Linked DNA regions of Zea mays: regions 1 and 2 are each linked to region 3. The links are chromatin contacts, called in public Hi-C maps. All regions are on one chromosome and are shown on one strand. Each heading gives the region's core, a stretch centred on a gene start, on an enhancer-like site or on the middle of the called end of the contact. The rest is flanking DNA. Distances are from core to core; before and after follow the strand shown. Region 1 overlaps LOC100382036. Region 2 holds the start of LOC100280079 (Folate synthesis bifunctional protein). Region 3 holds the start of LOC103633110 (serine/threonine-protein kinase SRPK).

Region 1 (2,743 bases), core at 105-2,604, 230 kb after region 3:
TTCCAATCCTAGCCATCTCCGTGTGAAGAATCGATGCCCTAATGATGACGTCCTTCGACCTCGAAGATATAATATTATTATTTACAAAATAAATGAATAATGATAATAACAAAAACTCACATAATACAAAAGATCGAGCAATATGATATTAGGAAGTAAGTTTGGATGACATGACATTTAAATGGCTTATACATGTGGATTGTTATGGGTATGTTTGGAACATTTGAAATTGTTGCATAAGTCGCCTTTGGCAGTTATACTTAGTATATATGAATAATCTACGAAAATGGCTATACCTAGTATATCCATCAACAATCTACGAAAATATCAAGCTAACACGCTACTTGAGCACTTTGATGAAAGACAATGTATCTAGTGCAAACCAACTAACAAAAGTCACAAAAAAATCTCAAAAAATATAGATGTACTTCATTGTCTACTCTACCACTATATAAAATTTCAAATTCAAATTCATCACATGTTAACAGATACAAAAAAGAGAAAATTCTAATATACAAAAAGTGAAAATTATCTCTGAATTTTCACTTTTTTGTACATTTTAATATATGATGAATTTGAATTTAAAACTTTATTCAATGGTGGAGTGGGCAAAGAAGTACATCTATAGTTTTTTTTGAGAATTTATGTGACTTGTTAGTTAGTTTGTACGAAGTTTACACAGAATTATTAGTTTACACCTAATACATTGCCTTGATAAAAATAGTTTTAACATTTATATCCAATATATATCAACAATCTACGAAAATGTTTTCAAATAGTATGATTCTACCGATACTAAACTTACACAGTTTGTTACACAAATACTGGAATTCTATAATACTCCTCGTTTCAATTTATAATTCATATGACTTTTTTACGCTAAGTTTAACTCATTTGACTTTTTTACGCTAAGTTTAACTAGCTCGTCTTATCCAAAAATATTCATAAATTATTGTTAGTTTTTATTATGATCTCCTCTACTATGTAATATATTTTAAGTATGACTTTGAATTTTTAAAATTTTTCAAAAAAAATGAATAAGACAAAACAATCAAACTTGGCGCAAAGAAAAAGTCAAACGAATTATAAATTCGGACGGAGTGAGTAATGGTTAAAGATTTTCATTAAAATCTTGGTTGCCTGCCAAACTTAAGAAAACGAGTACGAGATACAGATACATGCCAAATGTAAACGTGGATATGCACCTCTAAGCTTTTTAACGATGAAAATCCTTGAAGCATAAGTCCAAATTAAAAAAAATAAAGTTACCAAAACCTCTCGGAATGAACACAGTAAGCTCTTCTGGCCGTATTCTGAAGTTATCGCTCGACTACAAAAATAAAATGAAAAGGGCGTGCGGCACCACATAAAACTGGCACATCAACAGCCTCGTCTTCTCCCGGAGTGAGATCGACATGAATGCCTTTTGTGATGCACAGAACTCCGAACCGCCTGGCAATAAAGGGTGTGAGAAAAAATAGACTAATATGAGACCAAAATCAGGGTAAGCGCATGTAGTCCTTTGTGTGAACACACACCTCCTTTATAGAGTTCAATATATCCACAATCTCTGCAAATGTTGGTCTTAGAGCAGGATCTTTCTGCCAGCATCTCTGGAGTAGCTCAGCGAGCATAGGATGAGTATCAACAGCAATAGTAGGCCTCAGATCCTGCATGTAGAGGTATCGGGACTGGCAAATTAGGATTTGAAACAGGAACCCCGCAGCAATTTCACAAGGAGTAATTCACTTCCCCACCAAGCACCGGAAAAGATTCAAATGGATCTACAATTCAACATTCACCTTCTATTTGGAACCTTTTTCCTTTCAGCAAATTAAAGTAGTATGATAACAGCAAGATGTCCTACTGTTCTTATTTTGTGACAAACCACAGTAACTGATGTGCTAAACTATGATACCTTTTGAACAACAGCAACTGCTGCCTGAAGAGGTGTCATGTCTTCATATGGAAGCTGAAAAGCAAAGGCCAACTCAACAATTAGCAAAACCAAACTTCTGCTCTACCATTGTCCCGACGAAACAATATGATGGCGAAAGAAAATAACCTTTCCGGTCAGCAGCTCCCAAAGAACTATCCCAAAACTGAAAACATCTGCTCTATGATCATACGGCAAATGCTCAATGACCTGCACAGTTTTTTTAGTAGAACGAGGTGATGCATAAACAAAAGCTAGTTTTGACTTCTATGTGGTACAAGGCTGATGGCATTGTGAAGATGGCACATTCATATCACAGCTAAGGAGCTCATTGACCCCCAGCATACCAATAAATTATATGTTATGCATTACTGAAGGCAAACTAAAAATAAATGATAAACATTTGCTGGACTACCTTCAGTTTGACAGCTCACTAATTTACTCTAAAGCTGAGATAGCGATTTGATCCCACAAAAGGTTCTTGGATTATTTTTTTCCAAAGTACTTTCAGATAAAAATGATTTTTCCCGGTACTTTATAGCTCAATACAGGAACAGTAACACCAACTGCAGACCAAGTAAACGAATCATATTCGATGCTAGAATTGTTGGCTTGGTGAAGCAGCATTGATGTAGATCACACAGAATAAAAAAAATAGTCATGTTGCAATAGCCGAGGCATCGCAAGCTGCTCAAAAAAATTAATCTTGGTTTTTTGAAAAGTGACATTAGGAACTAAGTAAACTTTTAGGTATAACACTGAGGCCCCCAACCCCAACAAATTTGCTGCTTCATGCGAACTATCAAG
Region 2 (2,700 bases), core at 182-2,681, 160 kb after region 3:
ATGTACTGACTCTATCGCCTACATTGCTTCCCATAGCAATCACAATCTCTTGGTCAACTGAACGGCTCTCAAGTGAGCAATGAGTAAAGAAACGGGTCTTGAATGGAACAACATGTCTGGAAGCTCTGTTCAAGGATCTTGGAGGATGAGTAAGATCAGACACTGTCAAAAAAATAGGAAGGGGTGAGTTAGACATTAGAGGCTTAGTTGTTTTTAATTGCATGTTAGTGGATTTAAATTGAAAGCTAGAATTGTACCAAAGTAGTTCTTAGCAACTGAATGCATCTTCCTAACTGAATCCTTAGCATGCAGGAGCATGGTTGAGCGTATGAGAAATAAGAAAGCAACCGCTTGATACCAATTGTAGTCTTAGAATCTTTCACATGAGCTTTAATCCTTCACATCTGGTAACAGGCAAAACACAGACAAATGTGAGGCTGAACAAGCATAACCAAAAGCTAAAACTTGGTTACCAAAGTTCCAATCATGCACCCAAAAGAGAGTCTGACAGATGAAAAAAATCTGCAGCAATGGAGACATATAGCTTTGAAGTTTGATGTTGGAACAAGCAAGAGGTTTTTTTTCCCTAATGATAGCTGATGAGATATACCAGAAGAAATTAATGAACGAAAATACAGAAGTTCTCTAGCAAACCTCCCCAAACAAAAAGGTGCTACAAGCTTATGCAAGACAGCAAGAGAGCTTGTCAGCTCAAGTGTTTTGCTGTGGGATCCTTTTGCTGCTTGAAACTGCTGGGGAAACATGAAATTGGTCCACTGCCATTGTGACTAACTATCAGTCCAACGAGGCAATACAAGTGATCAAATAGCTCTCTCGCAAATCAGGAAGCTCTTCCTAGCGGCGGAGGACGCGCCAAAATCAAGGTGTTGCTAACGTAGTGACGAAAGAAAAAAAAAATCACAACACAGTCTAAAATAATTCATAGCTACAAACTAAGCGATGAATATAGAAAAGTACCTTATTCAAAAGCATGCTTATCTGAAGCGCCGCCTTAGCGTCGCTTAGGCGCTAAGGCGCCTGTGGAACCTGAGGCATCTAACGCGCCTTGCCATGGAGCGTAAAGCGCCCGCTGCGGCGCAGGGCGTCCGCGAGGCGTCGACGGGGCTTCGTTGAGCCGTCGTCGGGGCGATGCCTTGGGGAGTTAGAGCGGCGGCATTGGCTGGGAAACAGAGGAGAGCTGGAGCAGTGACGGCGGCGCGTAGGGCACCCGTAGCGGTGGCGTGTAGGGCCACGCAGCGGCGGCGTGCAGGGTGCCCGCAGTGGCGGCACGCAGGGGAGAGGGAGAGAGAAGAGCTGCGGCTCGGAGGAGAGAGGAGAGCGGTGTGGAGAGCGACGGCGACGGCTGAGAGGAGAGTAGGAGACTAGGAGAGCGGCTGAAAGCCTAGGAGAGAGAGGAGAGGCAGCTGGTTAGGTTAATCTTAGCGTGTTGGGGACTTGGGCGGTACGTGGGCTTTTTTGTTTTTCTTTTTTTTTTCCTGTTTCCCTCTTGTGCTAGGCTAAAATGGATCCATTTAGTGCGCCTACGGATGATTCACTTTTGGCTGCCACGAATGCGTCACTAGGTAGGAGGAGTGGACGACCATCCGCCACCTCCATGTCACATCACTGATGACTCCTTCATGGGACGTGTGTGCAGCAGATGCAGAATCACAAACATGCGATAGCAACAACTCTGATATATATCAAGGAATCTGCTTATTGCTTCTACGAAATTGGAACGGGTTGTGCTCTCACCTTTGTGGAAGGACCTGCCCAGAGCCGCCTAGTCGTGGGCGGACGCGGGTTGGCGGAGGCCGGAGGCGGACGGGGGCACAGTGCGACGGCCGACGGAGGACAGAGGCGCTCGAGGGAGGCGCCGGGCGCGCGGACTGGGACTGGGAGGCTCGGTGGCGGCTTGGTGGATGGCGAGCGGTAGGTTAGGGATTAGTTTTTTTTTTCCACTGATGATATTTTTTGGGCTGGGCCAAGTATTGCTTTGAGCCTTCCACCCAATGGCCCAAGATTAGCTAGTACTTCTAGAGTCCTAGACAAAGAAAAAAATAATTGTCACAGATTGTATACACATGCTGCCTACGAAGTCCGTCGTTCATTCTAAATTCCTGATTAAAATTTTGTGTGACACATTGTAAGAGCATCTCCAACAGATTTCAATAACTTTAATCTTGAACCTTAATTTAGAGAAAAAAACAATCATCCAACGGAGCTCTATTGACGCTTCCTATTCTTCTACATGTGCCAAAAAAAAAAACAATCAAAGCTCGGCTGGGTTCGACTGACTGTTTGAGTGAGCAAAAAAGTAGGCTCGGCTAAGACTCATTCAGGTTCACGAGCCTCTCCGAGTCGAGCCGACTCACAAGTCTCGAACTTTTTTTCTAGGCTGGCAAAAAAGATAAATAGGCACTATTGACGTATAAGGCTTAGAAGGTAGACTGCTCATCCGATTGTCCTGTTGCCACGATCTTGGCCCCCCGATCGCCGACATAGAGAGATGGACTGTTATCTATGTGGGCAGCGAGATAGTGCAAGGGAGGTCGGCCGGTCGGGCTGAGGGTTCGTACCTCGACGACCTTGAGCCAGAAGGAAAAACATGGACAACTGTGCTAAGCCTGCTGAGTGAGCACTTGGACAACCATTTACAATTCATGTAGGCAGTATCTCTGATCCTTATCCTAAGAAAAA
Region 3 (2,700 bases), core at 55-2,554:
CTAAACGTAATAAGCCACATTAATATGAGAAAAGAGGGGCATTAAAAGAGTTTGCCTCCGGTACTGGCAAATGAATTTATTTTTGCAATTGTACTCTTAGAAAATAAATGAAAACTTCGATTTGGCATAGTTTCCCTCGAGCGCGTAAGACCTGAACCCATCTGGTTGCTAGGTGACGGAAGAGTAAAGGCTTTCCCATGGGAGCGGCAAACGGATGAACCGAACTCCCAAATGAGGAAAGAAACGACAAACCGAATCCATACTCTAGTGAAACGAAGCCTATAAAATCCGAGGGAGTATCCGACAGCCCCGTCGCAATCCCAATCCCAATCCCACACCCATTCCCCTCGACCTCGAGTGGGGTCCTAGGTCAGGGCAGGCCAGGCGCGCGCCAGCCAACCGCACGAGGCGCCAGCGGTACTTGCGATCCGATCAAGCGATCTATCGGTGCCCCGCTAATCGACAAAGCGCAAGATCTAGGCGGGCAATCGCATTACGAAGCGGAGCGGAGGGATCGCCGCGCGGGAAGCGGGGAGATGCCGTGATCTCATGCGGAAGAGGCCAGAGCGAGGGCGCGCCTACCTGTGACTGGACGTCGAAGGCGAGCCAGACGGTGGAGAAGTTGCCCCAGCCGAGCTTCCGCTGGGCGACGTAGCGGCCGGCGGCGAACTGGTCCCCGGGGCGGACGGCGTGGTAGCCGCCCTTGCGGTAGCCGTCGACGCCCTCGTCCTCCTCTTCCTCCTCCACCTCCACCTCGTCGCCCGACAAGGACGGCGACAGCGACGCCACCCGCGACATGCTCCTCCTCGGTTTCCCACGCCCCGCGTTCCGGGGATCCCAAGGCCAGGCCCGCGTAGGTGTCCGGCGATCCCACCGGTGGCGTGGCGAGCTCTTCTCTTCTGTTCCGGGTTAATTGGGCTGGGAATCACGGAGGCACGCGGTGGTGCGTTTGGTTGGTTAAAAATTTCTTGCTTTCCTCCTCAGGTGGTGGGGGAGGGACGGAGAGCATCCTGCATCCTTCCCTGGACGACGAGAGGAGGAAAGGAAGAGGAGGACGCGGGGAGCTTTCCCACGTCACTCCTCCTATTTTGGATGTATTGCACGGTCACCCACGACGCCAGCTTCCATCCCGACCCCCACCGTATCCATCCCACTGCTCATCGCCAATCAACCTGTTCTTTGGGACTTCTCTCTCTTTTACGGAAAAAAAAGGAGAGTTTTAATGCATTTTGCATTTGCTCTATGATTTTCTTGCCATTTCTTTTCCTTCGATATGTAACAAGAACAAGAATGAACATGACGGAGTTACATATCTAAGCTCTCAAGCCAATATTGTCATAAAAATATTACAGTTCGAATATCAAAGGTTTGCTTGATCAGAAAGCATCAACTTTGAGTGTCTTTCGGCTATATTTACACGTTGCGAAATTATTCATCAACAGGAATGAATGTTCTTTATGAGGGAAGTCGAAACTCAAAAGTGAGAAGCATATCATCCTACCAGTAACAAGCTGTGCCGGTCTTGGTTTACCATGATTCAACCATATGCCAAAATTCCCTCACTTTGGATGAGATGACGGTGCCTTCGTTGAAAAGCAACGTTACATTGCAATGGGTTCACATGTGATAATTAGGAAGTATGGGATGTCATTTGTGATAAAACAAGGTAGAGTTGTTGCGTAGGAATCCCAAGAGGTTGGTGCCGTGCACCTTTGCAGTGTCGTCTCATTATTAGCCAAACAATTTTTGAATTTTGGATTGGATTTTGTGTCAGTCTCGCAATACCAACAAAACTTGATAATGTGATGTGTATTATATTTTGTGCACTTCTTAAAATCTATAGAGAACCAAACATCATACTAGATAGGAACAAACAGTCAGATTATTAAACTAGATTATATAATCTTGAGGTCAGATTATCATAATCACATAAACTACTCAATAGAGAATTTTCCATAGTTACTATAATAGTTAGTTGGTTAGTTAAAGTTTATAAATACCCGATCAATCGATCCATAATTTTTCCAATTTTATAGCTTTGACCTTAATCAGCAATGGCAAAATCGCTTCCCCAACCCATTTTCTACTCGTAGAACTTCAATTGCTTTCTAATACTAATAAAATGACCGTTGGGGGAGGTGGTCGTCATGTCGCAGTCCTCGCGCATCTCAGTGGAGAGCTAGCGCACCCCCACCGCCCACTAGGGGAGATGCTTGTTGTGCTGTCGTCCTCGCGTTATTCTCGACGCCGAAGAAACAATTTCTTGTATTGAGGATTTCAGCATCGTTTTTTCTCGCCCCCACACCATCACAAGCGATCATATCCTCTTCATCATCACGATCAGAGATCGCTTCATGATGATGGCGCCCTCTCCACTGCCTCCACGTCCAACCATGTTCCCCGATGCTGGACCGCTCCATCACAGATCCACAACCTCCGGCTATCTATCACGCTCGAAGTCGGACGATCGGGGGAGAGTAGCAGGAGGGTCGCGCCATCTGGTACATCACATGTAGCCTAGTATGCCACCTAGCCCATCTACTCCCGCTTGGCCACCTAGCGCCACCGTCGCGTCCACGTGGCTCACGTCGACTCCATGTGGGTCATGGAGCTCCCGTGCGTCACCGCCTTGGCACACACATTGTGGATCTGGCGTAGACTCGTCTTGGGCCACGGAGTTCCCGTGCAACCACCATCATT

Evidence for each region. A called contact is a pair of places that touch in the nucleus more often than the background predicts.
Region 1: a Hi-C map of leaf shows a contact between it and region 3, with 6 times the contacts expected there. The contact joins the enhancer-like site here to the promoter of LOC103633110 in region 3. A contact is called at or near these places in 4 of 25 Hi-C or Micro-C datasets (bundle sheath, ear, leaf and 1 more).
Region 2: a Hi-C map of bundle sheath shows a contact between it and region 3, with 4 times the contacts expected there. The contact joins the promoter of LOC100280079 here to the promoter of LOC103633110 in region 3. A contact is called at or near these places in 5 of 25 Hi-C or Micro-C datasets (bundle sheath, ear, endosperm and 2 more) and 1 of 3 datasets of contacts at active chromatin or transcription factors (leaf).

Annotation. Positions count from the first base shown.
Region 1 is chr7:150,387,677-150,390,419 of Zm-B73-REFERENCE-NAM-5.0, reverse strand. It overlaps LOC100382036, which reads right to left. Exons shown (of 15, transcript NM_001361571.1): 12 at 2,066-2,146; 13 at 1,919-1,972; 14 at 1,539-1,670; 15 at 1,103-1,452. The coding sequence ends at 1,381. Among protein-coding and RNA genes, the nearest start is that of LOC100382036, 11 kb to the right of the region's middle. Within about 2 kb of position 1,354, at least 3 of the 20 cell types and tissues checked have an H3K27ac peak or open chromatin away from gene starts, as enhancers often do. A contact at or near this core is called in leaf, where this site is marked.
Region 2 is chr7:150,457,109-150,459,808 of Zm-B73-REFERENCE-NAM-5.0, reverse strand. LOC100280079 (Folate synthesis bifunctional protein) reads right to left here and starts at 1,431. Exons shown (of 3, transcript NM_001153018.1): 1 at 979-1,431; 2 at 258-404; 3 at 1-162. The coding sequence starts at 318.
Region 3 is chr7:150,620,562-150,623,261 of Zm-B73-REFERENCE-NAM-5.0, reverse strand. LOC103633110 (serine/threonine-protein kinase SRPK) reads right to left here and starts at 1,304. Exons shown (of 6, transcript XR_556347.3): 1 at 583-1,304.